Regions from separate parts of the Mus musculus genome. Here region 2 is linked to region 1. The links are chromatin contacts, called in public HiChIP or PLAC-seq maps. All regions are on one chromosome and are shown on one strand. Each heading gives the region's core, a stretch centred on a gene start, on an enhancer-like site or on the middle of the called end of the contact. The rest is flanking DNA. Distances are from core to core; before and after follow the strand shown.

Region 1 (6,017 bases), core at 2,890-5,389:
AACAAGGATAGGGTGGGGCTCAAATCTGATTTATATGTGGGGTCAAGTAGTGTGATTATGTGCATGCATGTGGAAACCACAAGTCACTCTGGGGCTCAGTTATTCAGGAGTCTCTCACTAAAGCCTTAGGCTTGTCACTTAGGCTAGGCTGGTGTTGAGGGAACTCCTTAGATCCTTGTGCCTCCAGATCCCCAGAGGGGGCTGGGACTGCAAGTGTGTGCTACTACATCCAGGTCAAATTCAGAGCCTCACATTCCACAGCAAGCACATTACCAGTGGAGCCATCTCCTTTGCTCTCTGATTTTTATGAGTGTAAATTCCATTGATTTAATTTATTAATTGATTTAATCTTTTAGATTGCACAGGTTTATTGGGGAGCAGATATTTGCAAATATACTTTGAAAAGCTACAAATCGTATTTGTAAAGTATCACAAAGACTCTTTCAAAACAATAGTTCTAGGACTGGCAAGATGGCTCAATGGGTCAAGATGGATCTTGCTTCTAAGCCAGAGGACCTAAGTTCAATCCCTGCATCCCTAGTGGAAGAATGAAAGAACAAATTTTCACAATGTCATGGCACACATGTTACATATACATACCCATGCACATAAGTAGATAAAAAATAGCTCTATAAAACACATGCTCTTTTAATGGCTCAACGCCTAAGTTATATCAATGCTGATGCAGCCTACAGAATCTTTCTGTGGGTTTTTATGTCAATATCTACCTTCCAAACTCAGGCTATTGACAACAGTGCCACAAATTACCATTTCAAACATGCGATGTCCTTCAGTTTACATTTGCAGATTCCTGTGAAATAGCATCTTCCAATGAAATCCACTGTGCTGGAGGATAAAAAAGTTTACAGACAGTCAAATATACCAAGACTTTTAATTCTAAAATGAGATAAAAATTTGTCATATGTCCTCTCTAAAAACTGTGTGTGTGTGTGTCAGTAGGGATAGAACTCAGGACCTTATAAATGCTAGGCAATCATGCTATCATTGAGCTATATTCCAAGAATTCCACCTTTCTTTTAAATATGTACAGTTTAAAAGTATTAAATATCATCACACTGTTGTGGGATGACTCTCCAGACCATTTTCATATTGCAAAACTGAAACTCTATACTTACTGTATAACAACCTCCAATTTCCCCTCTCCCCACTTCCTAGCTATCACTATTGTTCTTCAGATACTTCAAATAAGCAGAGTCATACCATATTTGTTGTTTAGTTACTGGTTTGTCCCATTTAGCATAATGTACTCAAGGTTCACCCCATTACAGCGTGTGACAAGATCTCTTTCCTTTAAGGCAACCTTCTGGGCACCCACTTATGGGACGAGTCAGTGGGGACTTAGATGACTTCTATCTTTTAAATTGTGGGTGCTGCTGCTATAAATACAAGATGCTCATCTGAATTCTTTGGATGGATACCTATAAGTGGAATTAATATGGATCATATGGTAATTCTGATTGAATGAAGAACCACCAAATCGTTTCTCTATAGCAGCTTTACCATCTCAAAGTCCTGCAGCCAGGGCCCTGATTTTTCCACAGTACCCCAATGACACTTTTAGTTGTGATTTGGCGCAAATTTCATAAATTCAGAGCTGAATTAGACTCTCAACTATAATCATAGTTAATTTTGTAAGAGTTGGGTAATATTTGTGCTTACTATAGACATTTGGCAGATTTATTCCTCTTGCAGAGAACTGCAGGTCACTTCCCAGCACCCATATCATGAAGCCCACAACTGTCCAAACCAGAGGACCTTCCATCTCTAGCCTGGAGAGTACCTTCCATATCCACCCCTCCTCAAACATACACACAAGTACACAGAGTGACAAAATAATAAGATAAATCTTAAAAATCAATGCATTCACTGATCCACACCCATCTTGGCACATGAATCCACTGTGATTATAATTCCAATAGAGAAAAACAAGCAATACAGAAAACCTGATTCTATGCTAGACTCCAACATGTAACAACCCAACCTGAGACTTCCTTATGACCACAGTTTTATGTTGAAGAGATAGAATATTTCAGATTTTTACGTGAGCATATCTAACTAAAACAACATTGGGATCATAGAACCTTTGGGACATTTGGTTTTACGGTTTTATTATCTACTGCTATTTCGTTATACAAGTGCACCTACACAAACAAAATAACACCTCATTTACCTTGGTAATAAATGATGACTACCTAAGCAAATTCACAAAATATTTCAAAGGGGTGCAGAGGCTCTATGTATAGTTTTACTTCCTTATGTTTTAAAATGCTCAAGTTTGCTATCTTTATTAACCATGAATTTCACTTTAAATGAATCATTACACACTTCTTTCCAAGTGGCTGTTAAAGACTTGCTTCAGTGAGGAAGGGTGTTTGGACATGGCATTGAGCCTTAAGAGTCAACATAAGGGATGCACAGACACATGACTCTAAGGGCCTGGAAGAGTGACCTCAGTACTGACCACGCTGGGCAAACCACAGGCTTTGTCCAGACAGTCTGCCCACTTAGATAAACTCCAAGGGAATCATCAGACTGGTGGGAGTGGCTAGAACACCAAATGATAACCTTGACTCCCAGGGACCCATGCCATCCACTGTCCAGCTAAAGGGCCACCCGTCAGACTTACTTGGTAGGAGGGATGTCTGTAGAGAAAAGGTCTATGTCAGTATCAGCCAGCAAAACAGCCTTCATTCCCCTAGAGCTGAGAACTTGTTTACAGAATTTGCAACACAGGATGGATACGCATCGGTCTTTGAAAGTACAGTTGTTGGTAGACATAGCGTCCCACGTTGAAAGAGGTGCAGAATTTTGAAAGGGGAAACTTTGATTTCCTCAGGCTAACAATCAAGACGGAAGGCCTCTCGTTCTCTACGCTCTAAAACTGGGAAGAGAGTCCTATTTTCCTGGTGGAAAGGGAAACTTAGTATTTATTGAGTAGGAAGAGCAAATTTTACTTCCTTTTGACTTGGGGAGGGAAGGGAAATGGAGTTCAAGGTGGGGAGAGACAAGTGGAGTTGAAGGGAAACTTCCGCAACAGGTTTAACTTTCTCTGGTCTTCAAGAATCTTCTACTCTTCAGCTCCGACCCCGGCTCCGGAATTGGGCGATTTCCCAGTTCCCAGCGGGCTTCTTCCCTTTAAAGCCTCGCCTCTCTGACCACTCCCAGCGCGAGCTCCGCCCGCAGAGCGCTCCAATTCTTGCTCAGCTCCACGCGGCTTCTTCGTAGGATTCAACGCCCCTCAGCCCTTTCCACGCGGGCTCTGGCCCCGTCCCGCTCCCTCTTCTCGGAGCTCGCCCGTGGGCTTTCTCCCTTGCACCACGGCTCTCGGCGTCCTCTCCCGGCCGAGCTCTCGCACTTGCGGCCCGTAACCCGTAAGGTCTCTTCCACAGCGGTCGCTCCGAAGTGAGCAGCGGTGTAGCGAGGTGGAGGGGAGAAGCCTCGGAATAGGCTCAGTTCGCGCTGCAGTCAGTCAGCGAACACGCCGGGTTTTGCTCTTTCTTCCGCTTTCTCTGCTTTTTCTAACCCGCTGTCAGTTTGAATTGCCTGCGCCGAGCAGGGATTGGGAGGACTAGAATTTGCCCCAGACCCACATTGGAAGGCCAAGGGCCTTCTCCTGACGTGAGCTCAGAGGCCACGCCCCAGTAACGGTGCCGATATCAGATCGGCTCTCTGATTGGTTAATATTAGCTCAGCCCCTAAGATCATTGGCCAGCATCTGCTCGGCTTAAACCCTCCCCCCTGTGAACTTGGAAGACACACCCCGAGTTTCTTATTGGTGGATACACTAAGGTCCAGGCCGTTCTCTACTATTTATTGGCTGAACTTCCCTCCTCCCTTTCCCGGTCCGATTGGTCCCGTCTTCTCTTGAGAGTTTGTGTTTGGCTGTCGCTTCCATTTTATCCCGCCCATCAGCTTTACTTTAGGCTTCCACAGGCCGGGGAGGAGCTCACTCTAGGACTGCGCCTAGGCAGCTAGTGTTCGCCACACCTCTAAGTTTCGTCAGCCCCGCCTCTACTCCTGGCGTCTATGGATCAGTTGTTCCTATTGGCTATAGTCCCCGTCAGTCGCTATTAGGCGGGCGGTGATTGGCAAAGGGGTGGGTTCAGCTTCCCGGCGGGGTCTTGCGGAGTTGGCGGAGTCTCCTTAGGGAACTGGGGGGCCGAACTGCGTAGAAGAGGGTGGCGGGGAGGAGAACGCTAAGTGGGAAGCGGAACCTTGGGCCTGGGACCGGTCGCGGCAGAGCCAGGTAAAGGCTCCTTCTCCCCTTCCCTCCCCGTACGCCCGGCTGCTGCTGCTCTGACTGAACAAACCGGGACTGGGCGGGTGGACGCGTTGCGGATGCTGCTGCTTTCGGCGCCGCCTTAGCCGTGTCGCCGCCCGCGGTCCTCATACCGCCCTCCCCGGCCCTCCAAATCCCCCAGTGCAGCCCATAATACTTCTCGGGACTGTTCATCTCTCCGCCCATCCCTGCACTGCCGAGGACGGTCCTCACGCGGCGACACCGCCCTCCCGCAGCCCCTTTGCACACGGTTGGCCGGGTCCACCTAGGGGCCTCGCCGTAACGGTCCGCTGGTCTCGTCCCTGGTCTCCTAGCCTTGGCTGCCAGCCCAGGACCCGGAAAGATGGGGTGTTCCTCACGGCTTGCAGGGTGCTTTCTCCGTCCAGCCCTCCAGTCTGTCTCCCAGGGCTTCTCCACCCACTCTGATACCCAAACCTCATGCGGGTCCCGAAAGTTGCCAACATCCTACACTTCACGTTGCAGCGGTCCACCGCGGTTTCCCTCACTGCCTCGCCCCCAAAGCCGTCCTCTCGGCGCCCTCTCTGGTCGTCCAAGCTTGGGCGGCTCGAGCTGGCCCGGGCTCTCTCCTGCCTCAGGACCCCACCTCACGCCCGCCTCCTGCTTCCTGTCCTCCCGCACCGCGCGGCCTCTGCTCGCTCTTCCTGCGCGCGGCCCTTCCTCCAGCCGCCGGGAGTAGGCGACACTGCCTGGAGCCGCTTGTGCGCCGGCGGGGACAGGGCGGCCTAGGAGGCAGGGGCCCGCCGCAGCATTGGAGCTCTTCCCTCAGCCTCCTTGCCGCCGCCTCTCGCGCCTCCCGGAGCGACTCTCACTGATGCCTCCCACCCGACTGGGATTGGGTGCGGTATTTGTGATCCCTAGGCTTGGGGGACAAAAAAAATACTGGGGGGGGGGTGCCATTTAGAGTCACTCTCATACCTGGCTTGGGGAAGGCTACCGCCGCCTGCCGCCTCCCATCTCCGGGTTTTCCCGGTTTAGACCCTCGCCTCTAGCTCGTTTCCTGCTTCTGCCGACCACATTGTTTTCCTGGATGTCCCGTGCGGAGCGGGCCCTTCCTGCAGCGTCCCCCCTCCACCCCCCTCACCCCCCTCCCCGGTTTTGCTGCCAGGAGAAGCTAGTTACCAAAAACAAAACAACTGGGAGGAGGGGTGGCAGGGGAAGAAAAGTTGTGCCCATCTGGTTGTCCCCTCTGGTATGGATCCTGTAGATGTCTGGGAGGTGCCCCAGCCGGAGGTCAGGGGCCGCGTCGCGGGCTAGGCGGGAGGACCCCTCTTGGGCTAGCAGGGTTGGGAAAGCGCCGAGGTGCCGCAGTCCCCACCCGCAGCTCAGCTTTCCCGCCGCAGTCTCCGCCCGGAGCACGCGCTGCCGGCTGCTCCAAAGTGTTCTCTTTCTGCCTTAAAACCTGGAGGGAACATTTTTCCTCCCTACATTGATCGCCACGCCGGGTCTTCGGGCGGAGCGGGCGTTGTTAGGCCAAGATGAATGGGCCAAAGCTGGACTTGGAGTGTCATCCCCGACCCCACCCCTGTTGCGATTAGGATCTTCCCTCCGACTGATCGCCCCCTCCCCCCTTTTCTTGCATTTACAGGCTAGTGAACCGGAGCAAAGACTTCCGACCCACTCTGCGCTGCAGCGGCACCCTTTTGGGATTTGATTTGCAGAATCTTTGAGCTGGTAACACACACACACACACACACAC
Region 2 (6,668 bases), core at 668-3,167, 950 kb before region 1:
CTACACTCAAATACTGCCTCCCCAATGTTTTTTCTTTCTATGTCCCAATTCACACATTCCGTGTATCACTCATACATTGTGGCCTTCCAGACTGGTTTTATATTGTCTCAACATTCATCTATGCATTATAACTCTCCGAAAAACTTTATAAATCAGTGCTCCATCTGAGCTGTTGGTGTATCTGCCCTATCTTCCTTAAAAAGTAAACTGTCCAACCTGGCATCCATGAGTCTCCACAAAATAAACATCATCAACTTAAACTCTTGGTTATCCTCTTTATTACAATATCCACATTTTGGCATAGCAGAAAAATTATCTCACTGAGGGGCAGCAGAGATGGTTCAGTGGTTAAGAGCACTGGCTGCTCTTCCAAAGGTCCCAGGTATGATTCCCAGCACCCATATTGTAGCTCAAAACCATTTGTAACTCCAGTTTCAGGGAATCTGACTCTCCTGGCTCCTGTGGGCACCAGGCACATACATCACTGGTGCACAGTCATACATACAGACAAAGCACCCACACACATAAAATAACAAATTAAAAATTTTCTCATTGGTGTCTTTTATTTTAGATACACCTTTCACATACTTTCATACTTCGTCAGTATTATATCCACAAGCATGCACCCATGCTCCAATAAAGCCGCTATAAAGACAAAGAACACTTTAAAAATTATCTTTGTAAGTGGGCTGGAGAGATGGCTCAGCGGCTAAGAGTACTGACTGGCTGGGCGGTGGTGGCGCACGCCTTTAATCCCAGCACTTGGGAGGCAGAGGCAGGTGGATTTCTGAGTTCGAGGCCAGCCTTGTCTACAAAATGAGTTCCAGGGAAGCCAGGGCTATACAGAGAAACCCTGTCTCGAGAATAAAACAACTGCTTGTGTAGTTCACATTTCCGGGGATCTACACCTCCCTACGGTTAAGGACCTTAAACGGGCAGTCAAGATGACTGGATTCCAAATGCCAACTACGCCACTTAGTGCCGAATTACAACACCCTTACCTATTCCCTTAACCTTTTTTTTATTTTTTATTTTTAAAATAAAATCTGGTTAAGTAACACCTTTCCAGCAAGAGTAATCCCATCTAGGCACCGGATCCCCTGACAGGTCTTCAAAATTGACCCACCCTAGGTCACTCTTCCTCTGACTGCATCTCCAAAACTCTGGTCCTGTCTGATTTGTTACTTCAGCACCTGCGATCTTCGAAATCACAGCTCGGACAAAAAGTGCCTCAATGACTCCACAACTGATCTGAAAGCGGTTTCAGAAAAGTAATGCATTCTCTTCGGACAGAAGCTGGTCTTACTCCTGCTGCTGCAACTCCACCTCACGAGCACTCAATGAACCATCTCCGAAGAGTGTCCCTAAGGTTGCAGCCTGCGGTCCCTCCCGCCCAGGTTCCCTCCTTCCCAATACCGAAGGGTTTGCTAAGTCGCAGGCAAGCCCTCCTCACCCAGCAACTCGAGGTTCATCCCTGCAGACGCTGGCCGCCTGGTCTCCGCACCGGCAACAGTTCCTTCTCCCCCACCCGCTCAGAAGCCCCGCGTCTAAGTGGGGGGCGCCGCGAAGAGCCTGGCGCAAGCTCCGGAGACTTTCGGACTTAGAAGGCCCCGCGGCTTCCGCTTTCCTCCCCCGCCTTCCTTGTTCGTTTTACGTAGCTGTCCACATTTCTCCCTAATTAAAAAAAATATTAAACGCTCTTGTAATCAAACAACTATAATATTATCGAGGGAGAAAAAAATGTCATAGTCAGTCGGAACTCCAAAAAGTACAAGAATGTAAAGCTTTTCTCTCCGGGACCACGTAAGTGAGCAAGAAATTTCAGGCATATCACTAACCCACTAATACTCACAATGCCGTGTGTTCCTTGGGTTGTCCCGGCGGCTGCCTGAGACTCCGCAAGAAAGGTTCCGGGCGATTCTTTCTACCGCAGGAAAGCGGGAAAGGTCGGCCCCTAGTGCAAGAGTGTTGGAGCTCTTTGGCGTGGTCAGAGCGCGTGCTGGCTTGGCTCACCTTACTATGAGTACTATAATTACTATGTGTCTGACTTAGTTTCGTGAAGATTATTTCACGTCTCTAAAACTATGCTATGCATCACATAAAACGGCACGATAGTATTTGTTAGGCCCTTTCCTGCGGTATTACTGTGTACACAACATCGATTAGGGCACAGGAACATTGTCAAGAGAGATGGACTGAGTGTCCCACAGTTCTGTCAGACTTGATGTACACAGAGCAATCAGAGAAGACCAGCTAATGGTAAATAATGGGCGTGGGGTGGGAAGTGTTTATCCAATGTGGTGGGCAAGTCACCCCTGTGTAGCTATAATGACAGTAATCTAGAGGTCCTCCTAACTGACTTCACCGTTATGGGTATTTAACCCTTTCCTTGTGCGTAAAATGACAGTGATAATAATACTACTTAGAGAATTACGAGGATTAAATGAGTTAAGCATATAAAGTGCATAAAAAAATCAGGTGACAGCAAGTATAAGCCATTATTTACCAGTTACTATCTCCTAAATATGTCTTTCATGTAGCCATTTAACCCAAAAACAGTAATTGAGGCTCAGAGATATTGGACAATTTTCACTCCCTTTCGTGTCCAATATTTCCGAAATGCTATCCAAATACTATAGAACCAGAAATAATTTGTAGAAATATTTCTGCACTTCTCACAGTGATTTATTATCAGGTCTCTTTGGCTGTACCCACTGGCTTAGTGAAACAGAAAAAAAAATACATTGTTTCACTTATGAAGTAATAATGATGAACTTTTCACGTGTATATGGGTTTATTTTCTGTAGGCAGACTGTTGGTGTCCCTGGCCATGTTTTTTTCTAATGGAACATGCATTTTGTAAAATTTTCAAGGAAGGAATAATATGATCAAGTTAATGTTTAAAAAATAAAAATTCCTACCCAGTCTTATAGCTCATATATGTAATCTCAGCACTCAGGAAGGAGCCTGGGCTCCCTAGTGAGTCCTGGAGTGAGAGAGAAGAAGGAAATAACATTAGACGGGTTGGGATTTTTGTTGTTGCAGCTGCTGCTGCTGTGCTGGTTTGCTTTGGTTTGGGTTTGGGTTTGGGTTTGGGTTTGGGTTTGGTTTGTTTGCTTTCAGCTCTTCTGGTACTGGTGATTGAACCTAAGCCTTACCTACAGAGCCTACCTATAAGCCTAGCCCTAAAGATCAACCTCTTAAAGACACTGTTGAGTAGGAGTTCCGGTGAGGGGTAAAAACTCTCCAGGAGTTTACTGTTGGCCGTGAAGGATGGTCTGAATCCAATCTACAGGAGAGAAAAACAATCAAGGAGCTTGAGATTAGGAGACAGAATTGGAAGCGGCATAAATGCAAAAGATGTGTGTGTGTGTGTGTGTGTGTGACATGTTTCTGCTTTGGGGGCTCCATTTGCTGGTGCAGAGGATACAGAGAAGGAAACAGCCTGTATAAGGTAGATGTTCTGCCCAGACACGTTGACTAGAGATGATAAAACGTGGACTTCAAAGAGGTCCCGGTTAAAGATGTACTGTATTTTGTCAAGTTTATATATGCATATTTTTGCACTTTAAAAATCTCTGGGGGGGGGGTCTGGGAGACTTTTGGGATAGCATTTGAAATGTAAATGAAGAAAATACCTAAATAAAAAAAATCTCTGAAAAAAAATCTCCAAATTAGTGATAGAGCACGACATGCATGATTATCCCTCAGAATGGAGCCGTAGGGGTTGGCTTGTTGTTGTTGTTGTTGTTGTTGTTGGTTTGATTTGGTTTGGTTTGTTTTTTTATTTTTGGGTTTCTTTTTTATTTTCTTTTTTTGGTATGGTAGACATTGTATTCCTTGTAATTCGTTGTGTTCTACTTTGATTAAAAACTATAATTGGTGGGCTTTGCTTTGTGAGGGCTAATTAGAGTTTATTAATATTACTAATTGTCAAACAGGGTATCTGAAGCTTTGTTTAAAGGGGAGAAATTTTAAATGATTTTTTTCTTCTTGGCCTGGAGCAATTTGTACCTGTCAGTCATGAAAAAAGAACTTGGTTTTTAGCCAGGCTGAACTTCCCTCTCAGTAAGATATTTTCTGTCCTTCATGCAGGAGGCCAGCTAGTATTTATCCCCCTTACTGATAAAAATCATACATTCTAGGCTGGAATGTATGGTAGAGCCTGTGTGAGGCTGTGGGGTTGAGCCTGAAGCACCATGGGGTATGGGGTGGAAACACTCTACCTGGAACCCTTCTGTTCACACTCAGCCAAGAGCTCCTGGCAGCTGGCATAGAGAACATAAGTGTGTTTGAAAGCTGTGTGCTTCCAGCATAGAGACAAGGTTGACAACCACAGCAGAGAGCTGGGGGTGGCATCAAAAATACAAAACAAGGATCAAAGCCTCTCCCGGAAAAAGGGGACAAGTGCAGTCAGTGTTCATTGTCAGCAGAATTACAGATTTAATGTAGTTAAAGAGAGAAAAAAAGGACAGTTACAACACAGCTCTGAATTCCCTGGAGACAAGAAAATTGAGAAGGGAAGAAAAGCACATAGGTAGGTCTGGATGCCATTCCCTGGAAAACAATGGAAGCATACACACACAAACATATACATACAAACATTCACACACATATACATACATACATATATACATACATACATACACAAACACATACATGCATGCATGAACACATACAAACACACATACATACATACAGACACACAAACATACACACACATACATACATACACACAAACATACACACATATACATACATGCATGCACAAACACACACATACATAAATACACGAACACATACAAACATACATACACACACAAACACACAGACACAAACGCAAACATACACAAACATATACACAAATACAGACATACAAACATACACACATACATACATACACAGACACACACATACAAACACACACACACACACACAAACACACATACATACAAAAACACACTTACAAATACACACATACATACACATACAAACACACACAAACATATACACACATAAACATATATACAAAAACACACAAATACACACACATGTACAAAAATACACACACAAACACACATACATGATTATTCCTCAAAGTGTTTTCTGTAGTTGCCAGATAACTGAAACAATTGAATGTTTTGAAAAGCAGGGAGCTTGACCTTTTCTTTTCTTTCCTTGTTTTTTTTTTTGTTTTTTTGTTTTTTGTTTTTTTTTTTCGAGACCGGGTTTCTCTGTGTAGCCCTGGCTGTCCCAGAACTCACTCTGTAGACCAGGCTGGTCTCGAACTCAGAAATCTGCCTGCCTCTGCCTCGCGAGTGCTGGGATTAAAGGCCTGCGCCACCACCGTCCGGCCTGACCTTTTCATTATTAATCATTCTGCAGAATCTTAGAAATCTATAATTTGTTCTAACTTTTGTTATTTGTTTGTTTCAAGACAGTGTCTCTCTATAATCTTGCATGTCCTGGAACTCACTCTGTAGACCAGGCTGGTCTTGAACTCAGAGATTCGCCTGACTCTGCCTCCTGAGTGCTGGGATGAAAGGCATTCGCCACCACCACCCTGCTCTGTCCTGTCTTATTTTATCTGTAGATAAAAGCCAATTTCTTTGTCAGAACCCCCCAGGAGTTTGTTGTGATCACAGTTATGCATGAAGTAGCCGAGCACAATACCGTCTCTCAACCGTTGCTGTCTCCAGTCCTAGCCATGCTTTGCAACTCCAGTTAATTGTTGAAAACATGTTTCATGATTCCTAATAAGTAATGCTATACTACAGTTTAGAGATGTATAAACTGTAGTAAGAAACCCTTATCTCTCCCAGTATGACGTTAAAAAAAAAAAAGGTAAAGAAATCTGCCATTTGAAAGCAGTAGCAAGCCGGGAGTGGTGTCGAACACCTTTAATCCCAGCACTCAGGCGGATTTCTGAGTTCAATGCCAGCCTGGTCTACAAAGTGAGTTCCAGGTCAACCAGGGCTACACATAGAAACCCTGTCTCGAAAAAAAACAACAAACAAACAAACAAACAAACAAACAAAAAACAAAGAAGAAGAAGGGAAGAGGGAGACGAAGAAGGGGAAGAGGAGAAAGGAGAGGAGGAGGAGAGGGAGGAGGGGGAAAAAGCAGTAGCAAAAAAAAAAAAAAAAAAAAAAAAAGAAAAGAAAATCATTGTAAACACAACCTTCCACTAGGGGTAGCCATTCCCACCTCAACCCATCATGCTAGACGCCAGTGAAGGATGGTTTCTGGTTAAAAGCCAGCCTATGCATTTGAGGCTAGCCTGGGCTACGATATGAGTCCCCCCCCTCCCCCGGGGGGGGGATGGGAATGAATCTCAGCCATAGAACCCTTGCCTACCAAGTATGTGTGAGACCCTGGGTTCAGTCCTCAGCACTACCAAACCAGAAAGAACCATCCCAGCACCTGCTAACCCTTCGGAACTTTCATCATTTTGAACCATTCAAACTGCTTTGCTTTCTTGCTGGGAACCAGCTGGACAATTACAATGAGAATCCCAGGTAGCAAGAAGTTGGCATTAAGTCTATCCTCAGCTCTATTACTGGATCAGTTTTTCTCTCTTGAATATCTTTCCCTTATAATTTCAACTACAGAAAAATTTCATGAGTCTTCTGGGGTCCTTTTCCCAGACCTACAGAATGAGGCTCTCC

What was found. HiChIP or PLAC-seq counts read pairs in DNA pulled down with a chosen protein or histone mark.
Region 2: a FOXA1 HiChIP or PLAC-seq map of pancreatic cancer cells shows a contact between it and region 1. The contact joins the promoter of 6030442K20Rik here to the promoter of Srgap2 in region 1. A contact is called at or near these places in 1 of 39 promoter capture datasets (pre-B cells), 1 of 115 datasets of contacts at active chromatin or transcription factors (pancreatic cancer cells) and 1 of 9 other capture datasets (adipose tissue).

Annotation. Positions count from the first base shown.
Region 1 is chr1:131,525,483-131,531,499 of GRCm38.p6, reverse strand. Srgap2 (SLIT-ROBO Rho GTPase activating protein 2) reads left to right here and starts at 4,139. Exons shown (of 23, transcript NM_001081011.2): 1 at 4,139-4,267; 2 at 5,907-6,017. It overlaps Fam72a (family with sequence similarity 72, member A), which reads right to left and starts at 3,597. Exons shown (of 4, transcript NM_175382.4): 1 at 2,648-3,597; 2 at 769-846. The coding sequence starts at 2,799.
Region 2 is chr1:132,472,313-132,478,980 of GRCm38.p6, reverse strand. 6030442K20Rik (RIKEN cDNA 6030442K20 gene) reads left to right here and starts at 1,917. Exons shown (of 2, transcript NR_165177.1): 1 at 1,917-2,259. Rbbp5 (retinoblastoma binding protein 5, histone lysine methyltransferase complex subunit) reads right to left here and starts at 1,614. Exons shown (of 14, transcript NM_172517.2): 1 at 1,454-1,614. The coding sequence starts at 1,472.